Regions from separate parts of the Mus musculus genome. Here region 1 is linked to region 2. A link is a contact called in public HiChIP or PLAC-seq data. All regions are on one chromosome and are shown on one strand. The core of a region is the stretch at or near the end of the contact, and the rest is flanking DNA. Distances in the headings are between cores, read along the strand shown.

Region 1 (2,700 bases), core at 114-2,613, 540 kb before region 2:
AATTACATATAAAGGTCCCCCTTCCCCTTTAGCCTCAAAGTCATCCTCGCACAAGGTGTTTTGCTTGCGGTGGCTCTGCTGCTTCTCCTTTATTTCCTTTAAAACTTCTGTTGGGTTTTTACATAATAGAGGAACTCGTCAGCGTGTTCATTAATAAAGATAAAACTGGGAGGCTGGAGATACACCTCGACAGTATAGAGCCCTTACCTACCATGCACAGCTAACTAGGTTTAGTCCCCAGCATTTATAAATAAATAAATAAATAAATAAATAAATAGTAGCAGGGGTCAGTCATCTGTTAAGAGCACTGGCTGCTCTTCCCGAGGTCCTAAGTTCAATTCCTAGCAACCACATGGTGGCTCACAACCATCTGTAAAGTTGAGACCAGGAGAACACTCACTTTTGCCTAGCATGTTCCAGATCCTGGATGAAATCTGCGACACCTTAGCAACAACAACAAAATTTTGTTTCTGTTTTCTTTTGAAGTTTGGCTTTGTCTTTTGAGATAGGTTAATCTCTATGTCACTATGTAGTCCAGGCTGGCTCCAACCCCAAATATTCTTTCTGCCCCAGCCTCTTTATTGCTGGGGTTACAGATGTAAGCCACCCTAGCTGGCTTGAAAAGCTTAAATGTTATTAAGAATATGTTTTCAAGAACTAATATAAATATTACAAGTCCTGCCCTCATGTGGTAATGGTTACTTCTTTTTCCTTTGAGTTACAGATGCAATGCATTCAGAGTCTGGTTTTTTTTTTTTTTTTTTTAGATTTTTTGAGACAGGGTTTCTCTGTATAGCCCTGGCTGTCCTGGAACTCACTTTGTAGACCAGGCTGGCCTCGAACTCAGAAATCTGCCTGCCTCTGCCTCCCGAGTGCTGGGATTAAAGGCGTGTGCTACCATGGCCCGGCCAGAGTCTGTTTCTTAATTCACCCATTACTGTGACAATGAAATGGTTTGCTTTGCTCCTTAGGCCTTCCTCAGAACTCCAGTAGATCTTACTAATCAGAAATACTAGTTTACTTGTGCTTGTAATCTATGCACATGGGAGGTGGAGCCAGGTCAGAGTCATCCTTATGTATATCCAGTTTGAGGACTGTCCTAGCTACATTTATAGTTACTTATTCGTGGTTAGTTTTGGTAGCAAAGCAGAAGACTAGCCAACCTCCACATACTTGCTTTTGTTTCTAGAGCTTGTAATCTATGGGACTTGGGTAAGTCCGAGGGAAGTGTTAGCAAACGGACTGAGCTGGGTTCACAAACAGAAGCTGTTGAAATTCAATACCTTCTCAGGGCAACATGGAGGAGTGCTGTTGTTTGGTAGAGTGGATGATACAGCATATTTTATAACCTTTGTAACTGCACGACAAGCAGCCAGACTCAGGTGAGGTCACAGAGACCTAGAACAAAGTCCTTCCTGTGGACCATGCCTCATGGGAAACATGAAATACTAGCGATAAGTTTCAGTGCCCTTTGAAACAGGAAGTGTTCCCGGGATGTGACGGGAAGTCTGTTTAAGTTGAAGGAGCAGACTGGTGGTTAGTCTTGGTAGTGACTGCTGTCAAGTCTCTCCTGTTTCTCGAACCATTCTTCTTTCTTGCCCAGTATCTTTTTTTATTTATTTTTATTGTTTATTTACATGTACATGTGTGTGTGCCTGTATGTGTGCATGTGCCCAGGGATGGGGCAGTCCTTGGAGCTGGAGTTACAAGCTGCCTGATGAGGGCACTGGGGGTTGAACGCTGGTCCTCTGAGAGAACAATACATGTTCTTAACCAGTGAGCCATCTCTCCAGCCCCCTACCCCGTTTCCTGTCACTTGCTGGAGATGGCTTACTTTTCAACTAGTAATAAGCATTTAGGGGGAAAAAAAAAACCCTTACCATTCATTGTTAAGTACAGTGGGCATGCTCAATGAGGGCCGAGGACTAGAATTACTGAGGCAGGGGAATTTCCAGGAATTTAGGGCATTCACTGTTATCTTTGTTATGTGTTTATTACTAACCCCCCTCCCATCTGTTTGCTTTTGTTTTTTGAGACTGGGTTTTTCTGTGTAGCTCTGACTAGGTAGATCAGGCTGGCCACAAACTTGGAGATCTGCCTGGAAGGTGTGCATCACCACTGCCCAGCTGTGGCTGCGGCTGCGACTGCGGCTGCGGCTGCGGCTGCGGCTGCGGCTTCTTCTTCCTCCTCCTCTTCTTCCTCTTCCTCCTCCTCCTCCAGATAAGGCTTCTTATTTTTTAAATCTATTTATCTATATTCTATGCACATTGGTACTTTGCCTGCATGTATGTCTGTGTGAGGGTGTCTGATCTTCTGGAACTGGAGTTACGGACAGTTGTGAGCTGTCATGTGGGTCCTGGGAATTGAACCCAGGTTCTCTGCAAAAACATTAATTAAGACTGGGTCTCTTATGTTTTGTTTGAGGTTTGTCATCTTTTTTTTTCTTTTTTTTTTAATGTGTTGTTTTTATAAAATTGATTTTTAAAAAATATTTGATGAAAGTAGATGTTTGCATGCATGTTTGTTTATATTCTACTGTCTTGCCTGGTGCCAGAGGGGGTTAAAAGCAGTGTGGGATCCCCTGGCAGTGGAGTTATAAAAGGTTGTGAACTACCCTGTGAGTACTAGGAGCTGAAGCTAGGTCTTCTGGAAGAGCAGCCAGTGCGTTTAACAGTTGAGAGTCTCCATCACCTGATTCAC
Region 2 (2,700 bases), core at 172-2,671:
ATAGCATCGTTCCTCTGGAAATGAAGTTATAGGTGGTTGTGAGCCACCAATGTGGGTGATGGGAACTGAACCCAGGTACTCTAAAAGAGCATTAAGTGTTCTTAAACACTTAGCCATCTCTTTACCCGCTCTATTCTTTTTCTTCCCTTCTTTCTTTACCCCCCCTCCCATCCCATGAACTGAATATGAATAGTAAGTCAGACTCTGGACTATCCCACAATCCCCTACAGAGTATGCTTTAGGGATCCATCAGAGCAGAGCGTGCTCTAGCATGCACAAAGCCCTGGATTCTGCCCCAGCACCGTAAGAAAAATAGTTTTTAAAAATAAAGAAAGACTGTAAAGGGATGTGGTTTCATGGTAGAAGGCTCACCTCAGATTCATGAGGCCCTAGATTCCCAGCCCTGGAGCAGAGGAGGGCAGTGCACTAGTGAGCAGAGGAGGAGGACAGTGCACTAGTGAGCAGAGGAGGAGGACAGTGCACTAGTGAGCAGAGGAGGAGGGCAGTGCACTAGTGAGCAGAGGAGGAGGGCAGTGCAGTACCGAGTGCTTGCATCTCTTGGCAGTCCACAAATGCTGGGTCAGAGCCTAGGGGCTGACAGGCCTGATAACTGAAGTACAATTCCCCAACCGAGGGTAGAAAGAGGGAACTGAATCTCAGAAGTTGTCCCCTGACATCCACAAGTGTTTCATGTCATGTGAGTATGTGTATGCACATACAATAATAAATTTTTAAAAATTAAAGAAAAGGGAAGCCTTAAATTGAACAGTTGAGTTGTGGAACATTAAAAAATGGGGTACATTTAGTCTACAAGCCATGGTTCCCTGACTGCTGCTCAGGCTTCACCGTTTCCCCTTTACATAAAGTTTTGGGTTGGTGGGTACACGAACCTATGATCCTTCACTTGAGGTTCGGGCCTGGGTGTGTTAGCTCAGTGCTAGAGCACTTAAGCGGCTTTGGTGAGGGGCTGGGGTCAGGTCCTCCTGGTCCTTGGTAAGTAGCTAAGCAGGAAGCTCAGCACGGTAGACTGGGCTATTTGAAGCTGGCTGAAGGATGGTCGGTAGGCTCCATCCCCACCCACTCTAAACTCTGCAGAAGGAAGTTGAACATTCAGGAGCCTTCCTCCAGGTCACACTGCTGTGAAGGCTGCTTTTCTGATTGTTTCTGTGATTTCACAGGCTCAGTTCCCACCCTGGAACTGCCACGTGGTCTAAGAATGTACATGTTGCTTAGTGTGGCACCACAAAGCAGTGTGCCAGAGGTTAGCCCTCCCCTGCCCCCTTTGTTTGGAGAGGAAGAGAGCAGTCCTACCCTAGACTGCCAGCCCCCTAATGATACACTTGGGTCCAATGAAGACCCACTATGGTGGCAGCGGCTGCAGGGCTGCAGGGAGCTGTGTGCCCAGCAGATGACACATATGCTTCATAGTAAGTGCATGTGGGAGGGGCCTGTGACACACTATAAATACTGCATTGGAAAATACATCTCCTACTCTTGGCTTCCTTGATTGCTATTTTTAGGACAGCACACACCAATCCAGTCTTTTTTAAAGATTAGCAGAACATTTGTCTGTAGGCATGCAGTCATACATAACTATCATCATTGAAAGAAACCCGACATGCTCTGAGTATAGCTCAGTCAGTGTTCAGGGACTCGCCCAGTGTGCACAAGGCCTTGGCATCTGCCTCTAGCACTGCAGACCAGGTTTTAGAAGCTTATCAGGTTTGTAACTAGCCTGTGAAAGAGTATCGACGACCGGATGCTATCTGCTGTTCATCCCACTGCTGGAAACTCGAGACTGTATACTTAGTGAGCCTGGAGCATACACACAGACACAGATCTGTGAAATGGCTTACAAACTAATGTTTTTGTTCTATTTTAGTTTTTGAAGTATGGCTTCACTATATAACCCAGACAGGCCTTGAAGTTACAGTAATCCTCCTGCCTCTTCCTTCTCAGTGCTAGAATTATAGGTATAAATCTAAAATTAAATTTTTAAAATTTTAAGCTGAAAATAAAATTGTGTTGATTCTTAAGTTGGGAATGAGAAAGCACTGGGGCTCACACAAATGTCGGGTTGATGCCCATAAAGAAAGCCTAGATGCACACACTGCCTGCAGCCAGCAACTCCTGATGAAAGGCAGGGGCATGAGAGAAAGTGCTGCTCTTTATTCTTCCTTAGTGTGCATTTAGGCTACTTTAATTTAAACCCACTGCTTTATAGCTTTAAAGAAAAGAGGGTGAATATGGTCAGAAAGCATTATATGAAATTCTCAAAAGAGTAATTGTTTAAAAAGTATGTACTGAGCCGGGCGTGGTGGCGCACACCTTTAATCCCAGCACTCGGGAGGCAGAGGCAGGCGGATTTCTGAGTTCGAGGCCAGCCTGGTCTACAAAGTGAGTTCCAGGACATCTAGGGCTACACAGAGAAACCCTGTCTTGAAAAAACAAAAACAAAACAAAACAAAAAGTATGTACTGGGCTGGAGAAATGGCTCAGCAGGTGAGAGCACCGACTGCTCTTCCAGAGGTCCTGAGTTCAAACCCCAGCAACCACATGGTGGCTCACAACCATCTGCAATGGTATCCAATTCCCTTTTCTGGTGTGTCTGAAGACAGCTACAGTGTACTCATATACCTGAAATAAATAAATAAAGCATGTGATTGGTGATCGGGGAAGGGAGAGGAAGATGGGTGCTGA

Evidence for each region. HiChIP or PLAC-seq counts read pairs in DNA pulled down with a chosen protein or histone mark.
Region 1: an H3K4me3 HiChIP or PLAC-seq map of bone marrow-derived macrophages shows a contact between it and region 2, with 4 times the contacts expected there. The contact joins two enhancer-like sites.

Annotation. Positions count from the first base shown.
Region 1 is chr11:116,194,209-116,196,908 of GRCm38.p6, reverse strand. The region is part of intron 2 of Acox1 (acyl-Coenzyme A oxidase 1, palmitoyl); the gene reads left to right. Among named protein-coding and RNA genes, the nearest start is that of Ten1, 3.3 kb to the left of the region's middle. Within about 2 kb of position 1,363, at least 44 of the 459 cell types and tissues checked have an H3K27ac peak or open chromatin away from gene starts, as enhancers often do. A contact at or near this core is called in bone marrow-derived macrophages, where this site is marked.
Region 2 is chr11:115,652,187-115,654,886 of GRCm38.p6, reverse strand. All of the region lies in intron 3 of Grb2 (growth factor receptor bound protein 2), which reads left to right. Among named protein-coding and RNA genes, the nearest start is that of Slc25a19, 25 kb to the right of the region's middle. Within about 2 kb of position 1,421, at least 39 of the 459 cell types and tissues checked have an H3K27ac peak or open chromatin away from gene starts, as enhancers often do. A contact at or near this core is called in bone marrow-derived macrophages, where this site is marked.